3 separate regions of the Zea mays genome follow, and all the other regions are linked to region 2. Evidence: chromatin contacts called from public Hi-C data. All regions are on one chromosome and are shown on one strand. Each heading gives the region's core, a stretch centred on a gene start, on an enhancer-like site or on the middle of the called end of the contact. The rest is flanking DNA. Distances are from core to core; before and after follow the strand shown.

Region 1 (4,703 bases), core at 420-2,919, 430 kb before region 2:
ATTCTTATTTGGTTGAGTGTCTCGAGTCAAATAGAACTGATATTAAGATTCAAGACCATTCCAGGTGTACCTTTTCTCCCTTGATAAATGATAATTAAAGGGAATGCTGAACAACTTTTTTTTTTGCAGACCAAGGCTGGACAACATTGCGAAGATGAAATATGACGATGACACATTTAATTATAATAAAATTTGACAAGTTGGATCTGCATCTACATTTATTTGCATAAAAAAAGTCAAGGATGCCTGTCGATAGTAGCAAGCAGTTTCTTTCATTACAAACTTTTACCAACTCTGGGGCCTAAACAGTTAGGTGTCAACGGACCAATCAATTTGAGAAACATTAGTCCATGCTTGTTGCTTGACCTGTTGACCATTCCTGAAGTGTGCAGTGTAGACCATGCCAACCATCAGGCAGGCCCCTTTTCAGTGAAAGCAATAACAGGTTTAATCAATAATAGCTACAGTTAACTAAAGCACAGACCAGGTCAAATTTAGGAAATATCTGCCTGTAAACTCCGAAAGTACTTGCTTTTTTAATCATTCTGCTCAAGTACAGAAAGAGTGGAACCATGTGGAACAAAAGAACAAGCAATTTATTGGCAATTCAAAAGAGACAAAACATGATTCAGCAACCCATTCATTATTCAAAAGCATTTTTTTCTAAGGAACCAAACAAAACTAGCTGCAAATCATTTCAAGCACAGAGATATAGGGATAATGAATGAAATTCTAATTCAGATTAGACAGGTTTCTTTTGCGGCAGGGAATTAGTGTTTTTTCAGAAAAATATACAGTAATTCCATCACAAAATTGAATGCATTAGGTGTTGAAGAACAAGCGATCCAAACGTCACATACTCACATGGCCAGCCGACAACATGGTGGGGCCGCAATTAAAGCTAGAACTCGGCACTAATGCAAGAACCTACCTCAAAGGCTCGAACAACCATATGATGGCAAACGACCCATCCTGAAACCCAAAAGGGGAAAAAAGGAAGGGAAGGGTGTAGAATTCCGAGGACGTGTTGGCCCTTGGATAGATATAGGGAATCTCCGAAGAAACATTAAGAAGGAGGAGAGCATCTGGCAATCATGCGGCGTAAGTGTTACTGGCTCTACGAGACCAGACATTGCAAAGTCGGATTGCGATTTCAATTTGTGAATAAATGGACAGCTGCACATTGGAGAAGTTGAAGCGAAGCGAATTATAACTATACGGCCGTGTTGCGCGTGGGAGGGAGGGAAGGAGAAGGAAGTACCTGCTGCGAGCCGCCGCGGTCGCCAGGGACGCGGTCGAGGAGGGACCAGTCGACGCGCGCGACGTGGTCGATCAGCGCCGAGAGCTGCAGCCCCACCACCGCGGGCGGCGCCGCGGCCTCCCTGCCGGGTCGGAGGGACGAGGGAGGCTGCTGCTGCGGATGCCCATGCGCTGCCTCCGCGCCCATATGGTCTCCCTCCGTTGGCCCACTCCTCGAGCGGAGGAGGAAAAAGGTCGCCGGCGGTGTGGAGCGAGGGCTCTGTCCGGAGCAGATGGGATTGCAAGTCTCCAAGGGGAGGGCCGTCTTCGCTCCCGTTTTATAGGAGGTGGGGGACAAGGCGGACCGCGGACACACAAGCTTCGTGGGCACTCTTCATCATTACCCTTGCATGGGTCTCGATGCGTCGTTACGTGGATAAATCTGGCATTAAGATTCTAATTAACCATTTTTTGCTTGTTTAATTACCTAGGTGACCCAAGCGGTAAAGCCACACCACTGTATTATGGAGCCATAACAAAACATTTATTATAAATAAACCCCTTCTCAATCACCTCTGCCGCCCCGCATGAGCAAAATTGTGAGCACGAAGGTTTAAACCATGTTTGGAAGACAACCATGCCGCGAGTGCGGCAAACAAAACGTTCACTTGACTTTTAAGGCTCTGTTTGGTTTTTACGGATTGGAGATCCGGAATAATTTCTAGCCGAATTATTTCTCTAATTTATATAAATTTTGATAAGCTAAAATGAATTCAGGTTTATTCCTATGTAAACGAACGGGCTGTTAGTGAGCCAGCGCCTGGGAATGAACGGCGACACATGCGTAGAGGCGTGACGAACCTTTGGCGAGTTGCGGACTTGCGGCACGAAGAGTCATGGGATGTTTGGTTTGAATTACGGGGTATTTGATTTGAATAATGAGTTAATCTATTATCATCTCATTTCTCGTAGTCAGTTAGGGCCTGTTTGTTTCAGCTTATAGATTATACAATCTGGAATATAATCTAAATTATATAATCCAGATTATAATCTAGATATATTATAATCTATATGTAGTTGTTTGGTAGTTTAGATTATACAAATGTAGATTATTCACAAAGACAATAATACCCTTGTTTGTTTATTTAAGGTGAGAAAAAAAGATGGCATATATTGTAATTTCTATTTACATAACCATGGGTAGTGGTTCTTTTGCCAAAATAATCTCAAATAAGCTACCCTTGAGGAGATTATGAGATTATCATAATCTGGCCTTTAGATTATATAATCTGAACTCATAATCTAGTTGTTTGTTTACCTAATGGATTATTTGCGCTAGATTATATAATCTGGAGAGATTATAATCTGAAACAAACAGGGCTTAGGGCCTGTTTGTTTCAACTTATAAATTATATAATCTGGATTATAATCTAAATTATATAATCCAGATTATAATCTAGATATATTATAATCTATATGTAGTTGTTTGGTAGTTTAGATTATACCAATGTAGATTATTCACAAAGACAACAATACCCTTATTATTTATTTGAGGTGGGAAAAAAGGATGGCATATATTGTAATTTCTATTTACATAACTATGGACAGTGGGTCTTTTACCAAAATAATCTCAAATAAGCTAGTCTTGAGAAGATTATGAGATTATCATAATTTGGGGTTTAGATTATATAATCTGACCCATAATCTAGGTGTTTGTTTAACTATTTGATTATTTGAGATGGATTATATAATCTAGAGAGATTATAATCTGAAACAAACAGGGCCTTAGTACTAATATTTGAAATGGAGTCATTTCACTAAATTTGATGAATGAATCCATGATACATCACCTCAATTTAAATGGGATGATTGCTCAAATCAAAGTTATGGGCTTTTGATTGCGTCTTGATCGAAGAGAATTGAGGAATTAAATATTTTTCTATTTAATTTTGACTATGAAAAAACTTAATTACTTCTGATTCCTTCGATCGATCTAGACGTAATTATACAAACCCTTACGGAGAAAGACGACTCACCTTACCTTTGCTTAGATGGTTCTTGTCTCCTTGCAAACATATCTATTAAATATATTGAACATAACTCCAACTCCAACAACAACAATAATAATAATAAATAAATAATACTTTATTCGTTACAATTTATAATTCGTTTGACTTTTTTTTACCAAATTTGATCGGCTTACCTTATTTAAATTTTTTGCAAAAAAATCAAAGCCATATTTAAAGTACATTATATGCTAAACGATATTATAGTAAAAACTAATAACAATTATGATTTTTTAGTAAGACGAGACATTAAAACATGAGGTAAAAAAGTCAAACGAATTATAAATTGGAACGAATGGAGTATAAAACACCAAAGTCTTGAATTAAGGATACTCATCTTGAGAGCACCTAGAGGGGGGTGAATAGGTGATCCTGTAACACTTGAAACTTAAGCCACAAAAACTTGGTTAAGTGTTAGCACAATAATTGCTAGTGGCTAGAGAGGAGTCTTCAACAAAACACAATAACCACAAGATATCAATCACAGAGATGGCACGATAGTTATCCCGTGGTTCGGCCAAGACCAACACTTGCCTACTCCACGTTGTGGCGTCCCAACGGACGAGGGTTGCAATCAACCCCTCTCAAACGGTCCAAAGACCCACTTGAATACCACGGTGTTTTGCTTGCTTTTCTTAATCCCGTTTGCGAGGAATCTCCACAACTTGGAGCCTCTCGCCCTTACACTTGAAGTTCACAAAGAAGCACGGAGTAAGGGAGGGATTAGCAACTCACACAAGACACTAAGATCACAGCAAATACACACACACAAGACCCAGACTTAAGCTCAAAAGACTAGCACACTAGAACGGAGCTCAAATCACTAGAATGTCGAACAAGTGCGCAAGAATGGAGTGTGAGTGATCAAGAGTGCTCAAGGAATGCTTGGTGTGCTCCTCCATGCGCCTAGGGGTCCCTTTTATAGCCCCAAGGCAGCTAGGAGCCGTTGAGAGCAATCTTGGAAGGCAGATCATGCCTTCTATCGACTGGCGCACCGGACAGTCCAGTGCACCACCGGACACTGTCCGGTGCAGATATCCTTCCTTATTTGGCGAAGCCGACCGTTGGAGTCTGAGAGCCGTTGGCGCACCGGACACTGTCCGATGCACACCGAACAGTCCGGTGCACCAATGTGACCGTTGGCTCGGCCACGCGTCACGCGCGGAATCCTCGACCGACCGTTGCCCCGGCTGACCGTTGGCTCACCGGACAGTCCGGTGCACGACCGGACAGACCGGTGAATTTTAGTCGTACGCCATTAATCATCTCCCGAGAGCGACGAGTTCGCCTTGTAGGAAACGGGTGACGCCTAAGAGGGGGGGTGAATTAGGACTTCTAAAACTTTTACTGAACTAGGCCACAATTAAATCCCTAGAGCAAAACCTATGCATATAATCA
Region 2 (4,913 bases), core at 1,492-3,991:
TCCATCTTCATTCCAAATACCACACAATGACACAATAGAATGAGACATTAGCATAGAAGGAATCTATTGAAAAAACCAGCCACTCGCTCTTCTTCACTGTTTTTCATCTGCAAAGATACTTTTGTACCCTGAGCAACCTCAGTGATCACTATAACTCAAAACAAAAGTAACAGTATAAATTATACCATGTGTCAAATAAATAAAGGAAAACTGTGCAAATAGAAAACTCGTAAGTGTCTTTGCAAGGGATCGGTTATGTCAAAGCCAATCTCTGGTAGTCTGTCCGCTGCAATTTCCTATCAGAACAATTACAGCCTATGCATTTCTGCTCAATCAAGTTGGTCATATATATGTTTGTTCAAAAAAAAAACAAAAACAGCGCACAGGCACTACTGCACTAGGAAGAGCAAGCATCACCACCTTGCATAGTGGCATAGTGCTAGGCACACTTCTCTCAGTTTTGTCTATTGATATCTCTATTTTTTACGTATGTTTTTCTACCTTTCGTGCATTAATAAGCCAAATGTACGAAGGCCTAGGCACTAGGCGGCACCCGGTTACCCACTCAGCGCTTCTTAAATGCTCCTGCATATAGTTGGACACAGATTAGATCAATAGCAATGCAAACATGTAGATACTATCAAATTTCGAATTGACAGATGAAGCCATGAAGGTTTCAGCAATCAGAAGCCAAAAGCACAATTCCACTAAACATTCAAACGTTCGTGAGTTACCATGGTTAAGAATGCAAGCAACAGTCTTGGTATAAATTATTTCAGTTAGACAGTTACAACAAACAAACGCCATTACCCGATAAGAAAATTCAAAGTTGAATGACAGGTGAGATTATTTTACAACATAATCTAAATACAATGTGTTCATACTGAAATATCATTTGAGATTGTCAGCATGTGATTGGTGCAAAGGAAAAACACACAAGACCACTCACATATTCTATATTCTGTGAATCATACACCATCATGGATAGCACAAATTTGCCAATCTTTGAAAGATAACACAACCGAAGTAACCATATATTAATGAATACTCCCTCCGTTCTTTTTTATTTGTCGCGGTTTAGTTCAAAAATAAACTAGCGGACAACAAATATTTGAGAACGAAGGTAATATATGCCAAGGCAGCAACGATGAGAGTTGTCTTTACGCTTCAACTAGAACTTTCAAGAATTTTATGCACAACATAAGGTGCCCAATGGACGACAGAGCAAATTTACAGCAAGTTAATGCTGCAAAACAATAGCTTCTGTTGTGAGCCTTTCAGTTCACATCGCTAGTCTAATTGGTACAAAGCATAATAGTTCCAACTTCCAAATATGAGATCAACAGTCAATTAAAACCCACAAAACTGCTTCAATGTTAACAGTCAATGAAAACATAAAGAACTGTTTCAGCGTGGGCGTGCTGCGTTATCAATAAAATGTTAAATTTCGTGTGTATAATTTGCTGTGCCCTGTTTTCTCTTAGGTACAATTGACAATTCTAATGACAGGATATAACATGAAATCCAGAGCATTTGAAGTAACAATTCAATATCATTGCTTGGGCCTCATGGCCATAACATATAAATTGGATGTTTTACAGAACAAAACTGTGGAGTCTGGCGTAGTAGCCAAAAGAACACAGCCATAGTAGTAATCAAATTCAAGCCCAAAATACAACATCAGGAACCTCACCAGTCACAAACTCCCATACATCTCCAATGAGTAAGGATTCTCCTAACTAATCCCCAGATGCTTCTTTTGCTTCTTATTTATATGTTCTACCTGCTCTGGAGCATTGTCATAATTGTCACCTCTATCCCTCTTCTTTTTCCTCTTCTTCTCTCGGTCTAGATCACCATCAGTGATTTTCTTCTCCTTCACAACCTCAGTGCATTCCTCTTGTTTATGCTTCTTTTTCTTCCTTTCCCTCTCAGTTATGGCAACTCTTTGTTCTGCTGCACTGTCATTGACAATTTTCTCTTCCACCTCATTCACATTCTCCTCCAGTTTCACATGATCCTTCTCTTTTTTCTTCTTGCTCTTCTTTTCACTCACCAGCTCTTCTTCCACCACAAAACTAGGCTCCTGCTTCACATCGACGATGATTTCCTTATTCGGACGACTCTTCTTCTTACTCTTCTCAGTGGCAATTTCTGGTGAAGGGAGAATGTGGGAGTTAGGCTCCTGCTTCACATCGACGATGATTTCCTTATTCGGATGATTCTTCTTCCTCTTCTCAGTGGCAATTTCTGGTGAAGGGGGGATGTGCGAGTTAGCACGGGCAACCGCTCTATCCTCCAGTGGATCCCCATTCTTCTTCTTATTGCCCTTCTTACCGGAGGCAACATCTAGCTTCGCCTCAGCGGCAGAATCGCGGTTGGAATCATCAGCGGCAATCGCCATGTCCCCTTTGCTCTCCTGATCTTCGTGATTTCTATTGCCCTTCACCGGATCATCATAGTAGTGGGCATCGGAGTTGGCGGCACCCTGCTTGTGGCTGCCGCCGAGTTCCTTGCGGAAGCGGCTGAGCTGTGTTGTGGCGTCGGCGGCGTTGCGGAGGTAGTTACAGCAGTCGGAGGAGGGTAGGTGGGAGGCGGCAGACTCGGTGAAGCGTTTGAGGAAGAGGGCGGCCTTGTGGAGGGGACAGGGCTGGGAGGAGACGACGCCGCCGGTGATAGCCCTCATCGCGCCGCCCCCGGCGAGACGAGTGTGGGGAGTTGGGGTTAGGGTTTTTTAGGACGAGGAGAATTCGGCAGGCCGCGCCTCCTTTCTGCTCGGCTGCTGCTGATCAGGATTTAGAAGACTCTGGACTGGACTTGGGCGTGCCGAACTGGCCCATGAGTCAGCCGCAGAGATCACACTTTACATTGAACTATACGTGTACATTCTCGGCCCGAGCCCAAAAAAACCCGGTTTGAATTTTGGTTCAACACAACTCGTGATTATTTTGGGTTATATCGTGGCCGGTCCATTGATTCAGATATCGGGCTATGTGATTGTTTAAATATGTCGAACTTATTTCGGACGACCTAAAATTCATTTTCTGTCTCAAAAAAATTACATTAAGCCCGAAATTCACACAAGTTTAATAAAAAAATACCAGATAAGATAAACAAATTTGACCAAAAGAAAACTTAATGTTTCTATTAAGTTACTAAAGTTGTGCAATGACTACCTCGTTAAAAAACCCTTTGTTAGAAAAGAAAAAGAGTATAACCAGCTCCAGATAGAGTTCGTAAGTTTAGTTCATTGTCTAATGTTCATAACAAAAGTAAAATTACGTCATATTCTCTAATTCAAAGCTGCAAAAAACATCTAACAAATATCATATTTAGCGTTGCCTTCTTTATCAAATACATGAAAGTGTGGAATAAAGTGTGGTTTTAATGAATATATTGGCATTTTCGTGCCTCTATATGATGGACCATTTCGTGTCTATCTGAAACGGGTTGTGCCTACCCGTGGGCTGGGCCGACCGACACTAAAATATTTTGCATGTGTCATGCCCAGGTCATACTTTTTCGTGCTTCGGTCCAAATGTACAGCTATACATTGAACCCAACAAATGTTAGGCTCCTCTGAAAATAGCTCCAATCTAAATCATTGGCTTCTCTAGAGGAGCCAGAGCCGTTTTGCAATTTATTTGGCAAAATAGATTCTTTTGTGTTTCTTTTGAATGGTGTATGAGAAAAATGTAGGAGCCAGTAGAAGCCAGGTTTTTGTGCTCTAGCTCCCAACAAGAAAATGACTCCATCTCTTGCAGGGCTCTCGACGAGAAGCCTTTTTTGTGATCGTTTGGCAGGGCTTCACAATGAGCCGAGGCCGAAGCCACCCAAAAAGCTATGCCAAAGAGGTCCTTAATATTTGCATTGGCCCAACATTTAGGTATGTAAAAAACCAATCTACCTCCCTAAACTACTTCTTAGCAGTGTTCTAAATAGCCGACTAATAGCAGCAATTTAGTTGGCTATAGCGTTTGGAGAGGTCCGGATCTAAGAGATACATTGTTTAGCGCTAATCGAAATTAGCCGCTAATATATTTATTTACATACTAAAAATATAACATTAGATGGATTTAGCCCTACTAAACATGTTAGCCTTTACTTGGATGAACCTATAAGGAAAATGGAACCTGACCCATTTTACTAAATGATTTTGGTGTTTAATGAACAACATAACCAGTGAACTAATGTGTTTCAAGTGTTTGTGTTTTGTAGTTCAAAGGATGCGAAGTGTATTGGACGTAGGCTCTTAGGATGCAACACCTCAAAAAAAGAGATAAAAGACCACTAGAAGACTTACAAATACTCAGCATAAGTCCAAGACACAAGACCAAAAGAGCCCAAGAAAACAAGATAGAAGATTCAAGAAGTGGGCTATCAGCTGGCACACCGGACCGTGTGTGCAGAGAGTTCTGCAATTGGCTCTCGGACAGCTGGCGCATCGGACCGGTCTGGTGGCGCACCGAACCGTGGTCCAACGACTATATGATGTGGCGGGCACCGGACCGTGCGGGTAGCACACCAGATCGTCTATAGTGGCAACAGGTGCAACATCTAGCTAACGTGCAAGCTTGGACTGGACGGTCCAGTGGCACACCAGACCTGACCGATGCCACGTAGACAGAAAATCTACATAATTTCTTCAATGGCTAGAATTGAGTGGGCACTATAAATACCCAAGCAACATACCAACACATGTGATACACATCTCCAAGTGCTCAAACAATCAAGTGCATAATAGAATCACTCGGTGATTAGTGTAGGTGCTTTTACGAAGTGCTTAGGTTAGTTAGACCGCTTATGCGCTTGATCTATGTTGTGCCTAGTTAGTTGAGTGAGTTTAGAAAACCCACAAAACCCCTCCGATCTTGCGTGAGTCGTTGTAATTGTACCGAGTGGGGCGAGAGTCT
Region 3 (4,611 bases), core at 1,034-3,533, 500 kb before region 2:
GAACCCCACCTTCATAATCGATTCAGTTGACTAGAACTTCCATGTTCTTCCTTGTGTTCTCGATTGCGCTTACAGGAAATAAGCCTTCTTAGCGAGGACATCCTTGTGGCACGGGTGATAACCAATGGAGCAGTGGTGTAGTGATTGCAAGAAGCCGTACGTTTAGAGCCTTAAATCATCATCTCTCCACCTCAATCGACTTACCTTTTGGAAAATCAAGCCTAATCCTTCTACCATTTCTGTTCTCCGTGGCGGCATCTTCCAGCAAGCTGCACCCATCCCTTCTCCTGCTCCGGTTGGCTATAATCAATCATCGGCCATCACCTCAAACCGGCAATCCCCAAGCTCATAGCCAGCGATCCCTAGCCCCTAAGGTGAACAATGGTCCCAGGAAAGCAGGCGGCAAGCGCTCAGCTGGCCACCATTCAAAGGGAATAGCATCTCTAGGCAGCATCCAGCAGGCACCCAGCTGGCCAGGCGATCACCGCTCTAATCCCCCATCTGTTGGTATGCTAGCTGCAACAGTGAGCCAATGAGGCAAAGAATGTTCTATGGTCTAGTACTACAGTATAAGTTCATCCCATTTTGATTGCTATTTCCTATTTTTCATACCCATAATAATTGATTCTAAATTGCTACACCGAGTGGCATTTGTTTACATTCATTAAAGATAAAAAGATTAAAGCGCTTTCTGGCTACAAGAAACAATATGTTATGATAAATTTGTCATGTACACAATGAGTGGTATGTATTGTAGTACTTCATTTCAATTTACAATGTAATCTTGTTTATATGAAGTATACAACAATTTGAAAATTTTAATATACAATTTTAGATGGTAGGGGAAAGCTATGTGATATTGTGCATACATGTATGACTTTTGGTTATCGGATCTCTTATTTCGTATTCTTCTACGAACAAAGTTATTATATATACTTATACTCCATTCTCTTTTATAAGGCGCACATGCATATCAAGATTCAAACCTCACAATCTTTGACTAACAATTTTGAACTATTATAGCACAAAGTTGATATGGTTAATTTGTAATTATCATAAGCCTATAAGCATAATAATATAAAATAAAATAAATAGATTGTCAAAGGGTAATCTATAAGGCCGTGTCAGCCTGTCAGGTAAGCTATGCCTTATAAAAGAGAATGGAGGGATTATATGCCATCATGAGCATTTTTAATTGATACTATTATTTCTAATATTCCATTCATCATTACATTTAACTTATCCCCCACCCGCGATCCATTTCTGGATCTGCCACTGGGTATTATGACTAGTCTGGTAATTAATCTGCCATACCAATTACCAATATAACTGAAAAGTGACGAAATATAATATAAATGGTAAGAACACTAACCATGGTATATGGCTGAACATCACGATACAACAGAAGTAACATTTTGCAATAAAGGATCTTATACAAAATTCTACATATTGGATGACCGGGATAGTATTAAGCAAGACGTGTTATATAAGCTTATCACTTTATTCATTTCCCCCCGCCCTTTATGAAATCGGATGTTGTTAATGTGAATTTGTGAAACGATGAAAAACAGGTGCAGAAAGTTGATCTGTGCGACAAGGTAGCAGTAAGTATACCGGCATAGTTGAGGGTGTAGGAGAGGCCGTTGCAACCTCGCGCTTTGACACCCAGCCGCAGGTATGGCCGTTGCCTTAGGCTGAGGAGCTGCCGGATCCTGGACACCGCGGCGTTCGTCAGCGTGAGGGCCTGCCTGCGAATGGCCCTGTCGGCCGCAGCCCTCAGCACGGAGGACGACATGGCTACCTGGCGGTGGCTTCGGCAGCAACCTCTTCTCCACGAAGAAGCCGCGCCGCAGGGTCCTGAAGGAATCGCGTAAGAATAAGATTTTCTCGATGGATTGTTTGCAAAAGAAAAAGAAAAGAAAGGAGTGTTGATTGGTAACTCCTATTCACCATTCGATTGAAATCCCCAAGTGGAAGTGATGGTGAGAAACCGATGAGTCGCTACTCAAAAAGGGAACCGATGAGTCTCCTCACCTGCAGATTCCGAGATTCGGATCGATGGATGGGATACGGGGACGCCCGCCCGCAGGATTGGATCTCCTTCTCCTTGGGAGGCTGCTAATTGGACTGGGTAGAACGGGTTAGCATATTATTGGAGCGTTCCTCGCCATCGCCGCCGTGCCGTGCTGCTCCTCTTTTCCGAGACGCTGGGAGCCCGGATTGGAGGCGTCTGGAAGACGAGAGGTGGAGAGGGATGGCGTGACGACGAGGTTTGCTTCTTTTGTTTTTGATTTTTGATTGACGATGGTTTCCTCGACTCCAGAGTCCAGACTCCACCGCTTGCACAATGATGACCCGCCCGGAAACGGCCGTGCTTTTCTTTCGGCCCACTATTGGCCTAGAATCAGGCCCAGCTCGATCACGAGAAATTTGTGATTTTGCCACTCCCAATTTTGATGTATGTTATTATGTCATCCTGTGTCTATTACTGGTGGGATTATGTGTCTATGATTTGTGGGTCTGATGGCATACTGACGAAGCCCACAAATCATAATGGCAAAATTGCCAATGTCTCCTCGATCACTGAAATTTGGTGTGTTGTCTTTTTTTTATTCCGTTGAGACATATTTTTAATATTACTAGTCGGTTGCCTGTGCGTTGCGACGGCTCACAATAATACCCACATAAACTATCACAAAAAGATCTCAAGGTTTTTTATTGATTGTCTTCGCTTTTCGCATAATATTTTTTATGGACGCACGGTTACCATATGCAGCAAATCAGAGACCTCATCCCTCGCCTTCCCCACTTCCAATGTTTCGTAGAGCAGGAGGGGAAGGAAAGAGGCGGACATACCTGTTCGTTCCCGGAGAAGAACACGACGAAGAACTGGGTATCTGGAGGCGACATAGGTGGTACCGCTAGACATATATAAGGATAGAGCACGCAAGCGGGGAAAAAGTCCAGTCGGACCAGCTCCAAACCGAGAGGCACCCGCACTAGACGTCAGTCCGAGAAGGACGAGAGAATGCGAGTGTCTTGCCAACCCTGGACACGCCGAAGCGACACAACACCACCAACAACTCCATAGCATATGCCGACTGCTGCCACGATACGGACCTTGGTTGTCTAATATCTTATACCTGGACTCCTCATCGCCAAGATAACCTAAGTGTGGCAGGCGCCACCATGTCCTCCTTGTAAGTGCAATCAACCCTAATTGAGGGTTTTGGTGATTAATGACAAAACAAACTAAGATTCTAACAAGTTTGCTCCTAGTATGTACACAGTATTTCTACAGACAGGAGAAGCACAGATCTTACGAGCATAAAAGTATAAAGCACAGCGGATTTAAAATTCCACATCAAATGGCGTGCTCCAAGTGCTAAGAAACAACGGCGGTGCTAAATTTATAATTCTTGAGTCATATGAATCGTCGTACAATTAAGAGGGATCCGCGACGGTTAAGTAAGTTGTGAAACGAGCCAAGTTCAAAATCTTTTGAAAACTCCTTGGAGATCATTTTCCCAGATCATGAATGCCCTTGAGAAAAACAAATTTTACTTCCCACAAAGTCTCCCCATTTGTTCTCTTCAAAATACCCAAAGTTTGGTTTCAGCCCCCAAAACCGGTTCAACTGGTCCTGAAACCGGTTCAACCGGTTTCAGTACTGTTCACCTGCCACATCTGCTCTGACCTGTCTGACAGTCAGAGCTGTCAGAAAAAGTCGCAGCAGATATTTTTCAGAAACCGGTTGAGCCGAAATTTTTCCCTACTCAGCCGGTTTTGAAACCGGTCGAGTCTCCGACTGAGTAGCTCAGTGGACCGGGATCCCCCTGGTAGAAACCGGTTCGACCGGTCTGAAAACCGGTTCAACCAGTTTTTGCTCCTTTTCTCCCAACGGCTGCCAGCTTTTGGGGGATCCTTTATATACCCCCTCACACTCTCTCTCTCATTTACTCATGTCTCTCCCACGAATTCTTGGCTGACCAACCTTCAAACAAGCGCATTCATTTCACCTTTCACACCCGCAACCGCATCTCCTTCAATCATTTGAAGGACCCTTGGTGTGAGGTGAACTCGATCGAACTCGCTGTCAATTTCATCTCGATTCTCCCATTCTCTTGTTCTTGAGCTCGTTGCAAACTTAACCGTGTGCGGATTTGTTACTCTTGGAACCTCGAGTTCCTTGACGGTTAGAGGTTGCTTGGGAGTCTCCAAATTTGTGGACGACCCCCAAGAAGTTTGTATCACCCGCTCCTTGAGCTGATTTGAGAAGAGATTGCCTTGACCTTTGTGGTCAGCTTGTGGAGGATTAGGGTTGGAAAAGACCCGGCCCTTTGTGGGTTCCTCAACGAGGAGTAGGACACCTTTGTGGTGGTTGCCGAACCTCGGGTTATATCACGTGTTCTTGTGTGTTCTTGTCAAGCGCTTTATATTCAGTGGTTGGTTCATATTATTCATTTGAGTAGATTTTGTGTAGGGCAAATCTTTAGCTATATTCTTCACTACTTCGCATTTGTTCAATAGATTATCAAATTTAAGTTGAGCAGGTTCAAACTTGTTCAGTCGTGATTAAAATCGACTGAACCGGTTTGCACCAGTGCAACT

What was found. Hi-C and Micro-C count contacts between places; a contact is called where the count stands out from the background.
Region 1: a contact with region 2 is called in a Hi-C map of tassel, with 4 times the contacts expected there. The contact joins the promoter of LOC100282026 here to the promoter of LOC100277939 in region 2. A contact is called at or near these places in 2 of 25 Hi-C or Micro-C datasets (ear and tassel).
Region 3: a contact with region 2 is called in a Hi-C map of ear, with 4 times the contacts expected there. The contact joins the promoter of LOC100282007 here to the promoter of LOC100277939 in region 2. A contact is called at or near these places in 3 of 25 Hi-C or Micro-C datasets (ear, endosperm and tassel).

The regions. Positions count from the first base shown.
Region 1 is chr3:31,474,753-31,479,455 of Zm-B73-REFERENCE-NAM-5.0, reverse strand. LOC100282026 (ribokinase) reads right to left here and starts at 1,669. Exons shown (of 8, transcript NM_001154939.2): 1 at 1,262-1,669. The coding sequence starts at 1,447.
Region 2 is chr3:31,044,683-31,049,595 of Zm-B73-REFERENCE-NAM-5.0, reverse strand. It overlaps LOC100277939, which reads right to left and starts at 2,741. Exons shown (of 1, transcript NM_001151379.2): 1 at 1,538-2,741. The coding sequence starts at 2,686. The coding sequence ends at 1,736.
Region 3 is chr3:31,542,757-31,547,367 of Zm-B73-REFERENCE-NAM-5.0, reverse strand. LOC100282007 reads right to left here and starts at 2,283. Exons shown (of 4, transcript NM_001368111.1): 1 at 2,035-2,283; 2 at 1,615-1,857. The coding sequence starts at 1,795.